2 separate regions of the Mus musculus genome follow, and region 2 is linked to region 1. The links are chromatin contacts, called in public promoter capture Hi-C maps. All regions are on one chromosome and are shown on one strand. Each heading gives the region's core, a stretch centred on a gene start, on an enhancer-like site or on the middle of the called end of the contact. The rest is flanking DNA. Distances are from core to core; before and after follow the strand shown. Region 1 holds the start of Med13l (mediator complex subunit 13-like). Region 2 holds the start of Dtx1 (deltex 1, E3 ubiquitin ligase).

What was found. Promoter capture Hi-C pulls out the DNA fragments that hold promoters and counts their contacts.
Region 2: a contact with region 1 is called in a promoter capture Hi-C map of pre-B cells, with 8 times the contacts expected there. The contact joins the promoter of Dtx1 here to the promoter of Med13l in region 1. A contact is called at or near these places in 2 of 39 promoter capture datasets (hippocampal neurons and pre-B cells) and 1 of 115 datasets of contacts at active chromatin or transcription factors (astrocytes).

The regions. Positions count from the first base shown.
Region 1 is chr5:118,558,469-118,563,484 of GRCm38.p6, forward strand. Med13l (mediator complex subunit 13-like) reads left to right here and starts at 2,251. Exons shown (of 31, transcript NM_172424.4): 1 at 2,251-2,389. The coding sequence starts at 2,318.
Region 2 is chr5:120,709,506-120,714,521 of GRCm38.p6, forward strand. Dtx1 (deltex 1, E3 ubiquitin ligase) reads right to left here and starts at 2,164. Exons shown (of 10, transcript NM_008052.3): 1 at 1,980-2,164; 2 at 550-1,470. The coding sequence starts at 808.

The DNA of each region.
Region 1 (5,016 bases), core at 1,001-3,500:
GACACAAATATCTGGTCCTAGCAATATATAAAGTTGAGCATTTTTTAAAAAATAATTTTATTTATTTTATTAGAAATGCTAGCATTCCTAATCTGTAAACTGTTTTTCTTGTTTTTTAAAAGATTTATTATTATATATATATAAATAAGCACACGATAGCTGTCTTCAGACACACCAGAAGAGAGAAAGTCAGATCTCATTACGAGTGGTTGTGAGCCACCAAGTGGTTGCTGGGATTTGAACTCAGGACCTTGGGAAGAGCAGTCAGTGCTCTTAACTGCTGAGCCAAATCTCCAGCCCTGTAAACTGTTTCTTATTTGTTTGGTTTTGCTTCTGTGCAGCATCCCACCCCCCTTTTCCTTCCCCTTATGACTTGCTTAGACTGTGACCAGCTCATAGCCTTTTGCCTACGCGTGTGATGAGTATGCGTGGATTCTGGGTGTGATGGACCATCTGACTGCTCAGGTCTCAGTAATACCACATGTGTGCATAAAGTGTCGGGCAACTCCCCCTTGTAACCCTTCCCCCAATAGCATCTTAACGGAAATGTGTGACCTTGGCTTGAGGTCAGCAGGTCAGCAATTAGGATTTGCTTTGGACAGATTAGAAAATGAGGCATAGTTAAACTTTGCTGGGCAGGGTCACAGCTAGGTGTAGCAGAGCCAGCTCCTGGCATCCTCTCCAGAGCCTCCTGAATTCAGATAGTTCAGGAGTTGAGCCACTCAGTAACTGGGACCTTGGGGATGCTATTGCACCCCGATTCTGAGGACTCTGTGAAATGACCTATGTGTTCGGGCCACCTTCATTCCAGGGTTTAAGGTTTGTGGTAGTCTCAAAACTCCATTCATATGTCAGATTTGTGCCCGCTTTATTTTGCTTCCACCGCTCTTTCCAGCGTTTTACTCTTCCTTTGTTTCTTGGAGACAGTGTGTAGACCAGGCTGGCCTGGAACTCATAGAGATACGCCTGCCTAATTCTACCTCTTTCCAAGTCAACTTTCTCCCTTTCTCTATTTCCACGACGAAAAGTCCTGGAAGGCAGTCTCCGGCATCAGCACTTCTCCCAGTCCCATTACTCTCTGAAGAAGGGATGCTGGTTATTATTGACCGCTTGGAGCTGGAGGAAGGGCCTGCTCCCCTCCACATAGCCCAGTGTGAATGTGGCACCTAAGAGCGCTGGGATCATCTATGTAAGGAATGCCTGCGTGCACGCACAGAGTGGGCGCCAAGGGCTCCAGCAGCCGGGATGCTTTAGGAGCTCAGCGCTCGGGAGGCAGTGAGTCCCGAGCCCTGGCTTCCCGATGCCTGGGTTCGAATCCCGCGACCCCGGGCAAGCACCTCGCTCGCTGCCTTTGTGTCTCTTTGAGTCCTACTCCTCCGCCCGGTGCGCTGCGGCAGGCAGGCCGGCGGGCGGTCGCGCGCGAGGTTTCGAGGAGGAGACACTCCTCGGCTCGCTCGGCCAGGCCGGGCCGGCCCACGCCGCTCCTCGGGGACCCGAGATGCTCCCCCAGGGGGGCTCGGAGGCCGCTCCGGGGAAGCCGCGGCCCTCTTCGGCCCGCGCCCGACGCGCGCCCGCGCCCAGGGCGGGGCGTCCACGCAGCCCCGGCGTCCCACGGCCGCCCGCACCTCTTTCTCTTCCCTCCCTGGCTCCGTCACCCCGCTCCGAGAGGGCCGCGCTCGCTCGGCTCAGCAGCGCCTCCCGCGAGCCACCACCGCCGCCGCCGCCGCCGCCGCCGCGGCCCCTCCCCCGCCCCCCGCGCGGCCGGCGCCCGTCACGTGACGCGCCGCAGCCAATGGCGGGCCGAGCCGCGGTCGGCGGCCGCCATTGCTGTCAGAGCGAGCGAGCCCGGGGAGGGAGGAGAAGCGCGGCCGACTGGGGAGGAGGGGGGGGGTGGGGAGGAAGAGGAAGGAGGGGACGGCGCTCGGCTGCCGGGGTCGCCCGCTGGCTTCGTCCGCACCCCCCCCTTCGCGGGCTCGCGCAGCGGCGGCGGCGGCGGCGGCGGCTCGGGGCGGCTGCGGGGCTCGCGTGCCTCCCGCGCCGGCGCGGCCGAGGGCGAGTCGCCCGCCGGCTTGGAGATAAACAAGGCGGCCGACGAGGCGGCGAGGCGGAGGCGGAGGCGGCGGCCCTGCGCGACAGAGGCGGGCGGCGTTGCCGGCCCGCGCCCCCCGCCGCCGCCGTCGTCGCCGTCGTCGCCACCGCCGCCCTCGGGCCTCCCGCGCGGGCCTCGCGCCCCTGGTGCCCGGGAGCCGCCGCCGCCGCCGCCCGGCCCGGCCCGCTCCGACATGCCCCGCTCTGGCGGCCGGGCTCGCGGAGGACCATGACCGCCGCGGCGAACTGGGTAGCGAACGGGGCGAGCCTGGAGGATTGTCACTCCAACCTCTTCTCGCTGGTGAGTGGCGGGGCGGGGGGGAGCCCGGGTTGGGGGGCGCGACCTCCCCGCCGCGCAACTTTCTCCTCCCGGAGCCCTGGCGGCGTCGGCGAGCGCGGCGCCCGGCGTGGACGTGCGTGGGGAAGTCGGGGCGCTGCGGACGCCGGGGCGCGCTCGGAGCGCCCACCTCCGTGGCAATCACACCCCCTCCCCTCCCCTTCCCCCCTTATTTTCTTTTTTTTTCTTTTTTCTCCTCCTTCCCCGAAATGTGGAAGGCTTTTCTGCCTTGTGCAGCCGCCGGCGCGGGTGAGCTGCAGGCTCGTCCTCTCTCTCTCTCTCTCTCCCGATCGGATCGGCTGCTCTCCCACTCGCCGGCGTCTGCCTTCTGATTTTTTCTTTCTCTCTTCCTCTGTTTCTCCGTTTTTTTCCCTTTTTTTTCCTTTTAATATTTCCACAATGACACCTGCGATTTCGCCCGAAAACAGTTGATGGAAGGCGATGGTGTCAGGGAAAAGGACTCTGGCAGCCGGAGCTCGCTCGCGCCGTTGTAAACACGGACAGCCGCCCGCCTCTCGGGGTTTACTACGCCGGAGAGCGGGAGAGCCATTGCTCGGAGCCCACGGAAGGTGGAGGAAGCTGCTGCTCCTCGCTCTCCTCCGCTGCCTTTAAAAACTGTTTTCTCTGCTTTAACAAGGAACACACACACACACACACACACACACACACGAGCAACAAGCTGGGCGGTTTGATAACATCGCTTTTATCTGCCTTCGCCTCTCCTCTCTCCCGCTCTCGCCTCTGATAATTGACAACTTTTGCTTTGGAAGTGCATCGCCTGCCTTAATCTCGAACCATTTAGGGTGTCAATTGTTCTTCTGGAAGCCTGGCACCGGGCGACGGCGGCTCGATTCGTCGAAATTAAAAATGTATAGAGCTCCAGCAACTCTTTCCTGGCGGTGGCAGTGACATTTGGTGGTAAATGCCATCTTTGCTTTTTATTGGGTCGTATTACCTAGCTCTGAAAACATTCGCGTTGTTAAACCCGGCGCTTACGCTGATAATGGGAGTGCATGGTCTTTAAATACGCGCTTTGTGCCTGAGTTACTGTGTGTGTGTAGCTATGTGCCCGGGAGAGTACGAATTTGTTTAAATATTGAGCAAAGATTTGTAAACAGATGTAAGGCAATTATGTTTCAAGCGTAGAATATAATTGGAAAATTGGTTGAACGGCCTATTTAATTTAGCCTTAAAAACTCAACTTATTTTAGTTGTGTGCCCAATTTTGGTGGGGAGGGTGCTGGGGGGGAGGGTGCTGACTTTTGGAGAGCATGCATTTATTGCAAATTATTTTCTGGAACCCCTGCTGCAGATAGAAGCTTTATTTCCTTTTAGTCCTTGTTTACACTGGATAAATAATTTAGTGTTCAAATTGTAATTAGTTACATTTAATTATGGGTGGCATAGATGCTTTTTCTCCCCTTGGAGACTAGTGGAGAAAGAGGAATTGTTGCCAACTTTGGAAGTGTCATTCTGTTTTCATGCTGATGAAGAAATCAAGCATGATTTTGGCCTACAAAGACACAGGAGTGACACAGTCCCCCTGCTCCCACTCTTGTAAGCAGGCTGATTCCTGATCACCCCGAATTTTATCCTGAGGCTGTTTCGAGGTTCAGTTAGAAGTTGGGGGTCCTTCCTTTTACCCCTGTGGTAATTTACCGTTGATCTTTTGATGTGAGGATAAAACTACTTCTGTCTCTTTTTTCACCCCCCCCTTCCCTTGTCTGTCATTTATTATTAGGTTCAGGGACCTTCATAGATCAGCAAATGTATTGACTAGGCGGTATTTACCCCCCCCCCCAACCAATTTGGTGACTGGGTGACCGCAATGACACTTTTATAGGTAATTAAAATAACCAAGTCAGCTGGTGTTAGCTGGGGAGAGCTCCCACTTGCTGTGCATCAGGCTGAGAGCAGTGCTGCCTGTGTGCATGTGGCTAATGTATACACAGTGTGTTGTGCAGGCAAATGCATGCCTGCTGACTGCACAGCTCCACTCTCAGCTTCAGGGATCTATGGGGTAGAGATGAGATGGTCCGGATTCTTTCTTTAATTTCTGGACTTTGATTTTGACTGCATTCTGGGTATTTCTCCGCTTAAACCAAAAAGTTGACTTGAATATAAAGTACAATTAACTTTTTTGGGTAACTCCATTGAAATGCAGAAATGGCTTAGATTAGTTTTAAAATGTAACGTATTTCCTGATACCTCGAGGTAGGTAAATGCTGTCTAGTTGTTTAAGAAATTTATCTTTATTTTATATGCATCGCTGTTTTGCCTGCTTGTGTGAGGGTGCTGGGTTCTTTGGGATTGGAATTAGAGACCATTGTGAGCTGCCACGAAGGTGCTGGGAATTGAACCCAGATTCTCTGGAGGATCAGTCAGTACTCTTAACCCCTGAGCCATCTCTCCAGCCCTAAACTTTCTTAGAAAACCAAGCCAAATAAAAGAGACCCACGGAAAACCAAAACCAAGAATAAACTGCCAACAGTCCTTTATTCGGATTCTTAATTGAGAATTTTTTTCTGAAGAGCATACACACAGCAGCAACCTATCTTACTTATTGAGAATACATTGCGTAAAGAACATTG
Region 2 (5,016 bases), core at 914-3,413, 2.2 Mb after region 1:
ACCCCTACCCCACCCCTGCAGCCAGTTTGTCCCCATGGCTCTGGACTCCCAGCTGCCTGGATTTTGATCTTGGCTCTGAGTGCAAATCAGCTGCAGAAGAGACTCAGTTTCTTTTGCCTGTAAAATGGCCCACTGGGAATTGGGGGGTGGACGGGGAAGACTTTCTGCCTGTGATTAGTAGAGAGAAACCAAACAGTCCTGTGGGTTTGGTAAGAGGGTGTGCTAAAGCACTGAGGGGCTCAGGGCTGGGGGGAAGAGGGATCCACTTAAAGAAATCTTTACATAGCTCAGAGAGACAGCAATCTACCCACTTTACAGGCAAAGAAACTGAGGCTTGGAGCTGTGTGATTTGCATATCCATCCCCCCACCCCTAACTAATATAAGACATAGGGCTGGAACCAACATGTTAATCTGGACCAGGTCACACGGTCTCTTTTCCCAGGAGCCCCAGACTCCCCTTTCAGGGATTCTGGGAGGGGGGAATTATTGCATCCCCCCCCCCCGCCCCCTGTGAGAGCTGCTGGCCCGGCCTCTGGGAGGCCACTCACCTGTGTCTTGCCGGAACTGATGCATGGATTGTAGGTCGATGATGTAGGGCACCAGCTGGGCGTCCACCTGGCCAAGGACCACAGAGCCCCGGGCATCCTCCTTAAGAACATTCTCGATGTGGTGGCACACGGTGGCCGTGTAGGGTCGCCAGCGGCTGTGCTCATTGAGCCACTCCCACACCACCACCCTGGCCACGTTCTGCGGCGGGAAGCCCAGCCCGTTCACCGGCACCATCACACCTTGGCCTGGCCGTGACATGGCCGCTGCCGCCTGCGGGGCCAGGTCCCCACTGTTGCTGGCCCAGCTCCTCCTGGGCCTGGGAGCACCGGGGAAGCTTCGTCCTCCCTCTCCAGGGCGGGCGGCGAGGAGTGTGGCCTCTTTTCCAGCTGGGCTCGTCTCCAAGGCCTAGAGGCCTGGGTTAGGGGGATGGGTGGCCATCCAGACGCTGCGAGGACCCCTTCCCGCAGAGCGCAGCTGTTGCACACAGCGGTGCGCGGTAGGCAATGTCTGTCCTAGGTGGGGGACATGATCTCAATCCCTTAGTCCCCTCAGTGCAGGTGCAGGAGTGAGGAGGCACTTGCCCCTCTAAGTCCGGCCTGTCCCTGCTTCTCTCCCGTTCCTTCTGTCCGCCACGCAGGGCCTTGTCACCCAGGAGGCCCTGGCCCCAGCCTGCTGCTCCTTGCGCGCTTGGCTCCGCTTTCCAGATCCCGTGCCTCGCTTCGGGGTGACTTGGGTCCGCCCCTCCCGACGGGGCTCCCTGCACCCCTGCACCCCTGTCCCCTCTCCTGGCCGGCCTGAGTGGTGGTAGATCTCCCAGGGAAGGGGGCGGAGCGTGGGGATCGCGGTCCGGACCTGCAGCTGGGGGACCCTGGGGAGGGGCGGGGGCCGTGGGCACGCCCCACCCCACTGGTGTTCGCGACCTGCAGGGGCGACAAGAAGGAGAAAGGGCCCTTTAAGAAGAGAGCAGCCCCCTCCCCCTCCCAGGAGCCGCGGCAGAGAACAATGGGGCGCCGGTGGGGGGGCGGCAGGGAGGCTCGGGGGTCTGTGCCCTGCAGTCCCTGGGGTACCCGGAGAACAGCGGGCATCATACCCCAGGCTGTCACCCGCAGTGGCCCGTGTTCGGTTGGAGCGCGTCCCCCGCCCCGGGCCGCGCGCTACCGGGGGCTGCGGTGTGGGATGCAGGGACGCGGGATGTGGAGATGCAGAATTCCGGGATGCGGAATGAAGGATGTGGGATGCAGGGATTCGAGTTCAAGATGCGGGATGTTGAGATGGATGGAGGGTGCCGGATGGAGCCGCGACCGAGGTTTCCTCAGGGGTGGCGTCCCCGGGGGCAAAAGAGCTGCAGGTCGTTATGTCCCCGCCCGGTGGCATCTGCCCGTGGGCCCGCCAGAGCCAGGGATTTGGGGTCCCTGCGCTACACGCTCACCGTGATCTCCCCGCGCTGGCTCTTTTCACCCCCCGCTGACTCTTTCTCCGCTGGCTCCCGGGAGGGAGGGAAGGAGGGCACCGCTTTGCCCCAGCCCGGACCTCGCCCGCCGCCGGATAGACAGACAGACAGGAGGACGCAGTAGTCCTGGCGCGCGGACGCGTCGGACGCGTCGCTGGGATCCCGCGGGTGGAGGCGGCCTCGGGGCGGGGCGGGTAGAGGAAGGGGAGGAGACCGATCCGCCCAGCCGCTGTGACACGCGAGTCACCGAGTCCCCGGCTGGGCCCACGAGGCATCAGATCCGTTCTGTGTTTAGGGGTTCTGGTTCCAATCTATCATCTTTGCATTTAGCATCTATGCTAGGGCCTGGTACACAACAGGCGCTCAATAAGTACTTGAATGAATGAATCTGATTTAGAGACAGTCTAAAGACTGCTCATAAGGCCACTGGCCAACTACAGGGTGATCTCTTGGAGCAGCAGTTTAAGCGTTCATGGGCACTGTGATAGGCCCTCTGGCAAGCTGAACACAGCATCTGCAGACACAGGTATGGACTGAGAGAGGAGACATCCAGGACCTGCCCTGTTTAGATTGGGAAAGATGAGGCTGTGTGGGACTGCGATCCAGGCAGCTGAGCAGGGTTAAGGGACCTCTTTGGGAGCCAGACCAGAGTGGCCCTTGCTCCTCCTCTGTTGGGATCTGGGGGGATTGGGGGAGGGCAGGGGGAAGGGAGAGCAAGGGTGAAGGGCAGGCTACACTAGGCTCACTCCCAGAACCAAAACTGGATTAGCTGGAGTCTTTACCCTGCCCAGGACACCTGCGTTTTTGTTGTTGTTTTGTTTGTTTGTTTTTAGAAGAAAGCCATTCACAGCTACATCTAGTCACTGCTTAATGACCACCTTGCAATCGGTGGGAACCTGAGGTCCTCAGGGTAAGGAAGTCATCAACTCAAAGTTGCACAGGGATTTAGTAGCAAACACAAAAGAAGAATCCAGCCAACTCCTCCCAGCAGCCTCTCTTGATTCATCGGTCTTCCCTCCTCCTCCTCCTCCTCCTCCTCCTCCTCCTCCTCCTCTGTGACACCCCATATCACGCCATCAACTACTTTAACCACTTACACAAAACTGATTCCTGCTCAAAAGGCCCCTAAGGGCTTCCACCACGGTTCACCTCTGTGGCCCAAGATCATCACAAATGATGGCTTCTGCTTATTGAGTGTCCATTCCATTCAGCCCCTGGAGGTAAGACTGTGTCCTCATGTTATGGGCAGGAAGCAAAATCTCTGGAAGCTCAGAGAGGTTACTCAGTTTGTCCGACTTCCCACAAGAGTGAGTAGGGCTGGGAGTTGACGCCTCAACGCCTTTGCACTTTCCATGGCAACAGGCCGCCATGATGCGTGTTGAATGACTAATGGATGTAATCTGGCTGATCTAGCACAGTGAGGCCTTTCACCAAGGAGGGCTGAGAAGGACTACACGCAGTTAACAGCCACCTGTGGCTGCAGGCCCAGAAGGGGCGGGATCTCAGGATCCCATTCCTAGGAGCATGCATTGGTCACTCTGTCCCTGTCACACAGAACAGGATGGATGCGGGATTCCAGGCTCTTCCCACCCCCTCTCTGTCCATCTAGAGCTGGGGCCAGCTCTTCTCTGTTCTTTTAAGAGTGATATATATGGTTCTGGTTCCTATCTATCTATTTATCTATCTATCTATCTATCTATCTATCTATCTATCTATCTATCTATCTATCTATATCTTTGGGGCCCTTGGAAGTCAGGGGACTTCCTGAGGCTATAGGGCTGAGTGTGGTGAAGGTGGATTTGAGGGACCCCAGAAGGGTGACCTGTAAAGCCCATCCTGTGACAAGGGGCCATTGTGTTGATGATCTCGTGTCTAAGCTGTGACCCAAGAATGGTGCTTTCCTATCAAGAGGCAGGAGACCCAGGGTGACGAGATACCCTACATACATACCCGAAGTTCATGTGGGGCATCCATCCATACTGGTCTCCAGCGAGAGCACCTGATCGTTGTCCAAGTCCTCAAAGATGGTAAGAGTATAATCCTTACCGGGGAAACTGATTTGTTTTTCTGGATTCAAGAGAGTGAGGCCAAGGCAGTTTGAGTCGAGGGTCTCTGTATCGTGAGCACTCCAGGTCTGTTTGGGGGCCATTCACAGATCCCTTGGTTAAAAAAACATTTATACCGAGTCCGGCAAGGTGGCTCCGTGGGGAAAGGCACTTTCTGCCAAGCCCTTAGACCTGACTGAGTTCAATCCCTGGGGCCACTTGGAATGGCAGGGAGGTCAGCGGGCCTGAGTGTGGGTGTGGACTCCTGTCCTGAAAATGATAGAGCAGAGGAAAAGAATGGAACAGGTGGGTGGGAGGCAAGAGGAAGAAAGAGAAGAGGACAGACACTCCTGGGTCCACAGAGGGGTCCGGTTCAGCCCCAAAGTCAGCTTCCTTGGTTCCTCCTCGAATTGTCTGACCCAGGCCCCAGTTGGGCATAGGATGCAGGCAGTTACAGGATGTTTCGAGTACATTCTGTGAACCAGGTACTCTGTACGTCCTTCTCGGGCTTCCAACCTCCCAGCAGGCATTGCGGCAGACTTCCCACACCCCCGGACCTGGCTATTGTACCGTGCATCTGAGGACATAGGTACATAGGTACATGGTTTTTGATGGATGTCTCCACTTCCTCATAGATCTCAATATCTTTAATCCACGGAGTCTGGATGAGGCCCTTTCACCACCTCTCCCTTTGAATCCAAGTTGGCTGGCTGTGGGTGCCCTTGACGTAGGCTCCTTTCTCCATCGCAGAGGAGAAGGACCCACGGGAAATAAAAACAGGCTGACAGTTAGTGTGACCCAGATGTGCTTGAAGTTCGGTGGCCCCTGGAGCTGAAACAGTTGTTCTATCTGTGGAACACGTAGGCTGGCCAAGGGGAGGATAGAACTCGATCCACCTGCAAGAGTCCAGGTCTTCCGCCGCGGAACGAAATAGGAGCGGGTGCAGAGCGCCCCCTCGTGGCCAGAGCTTA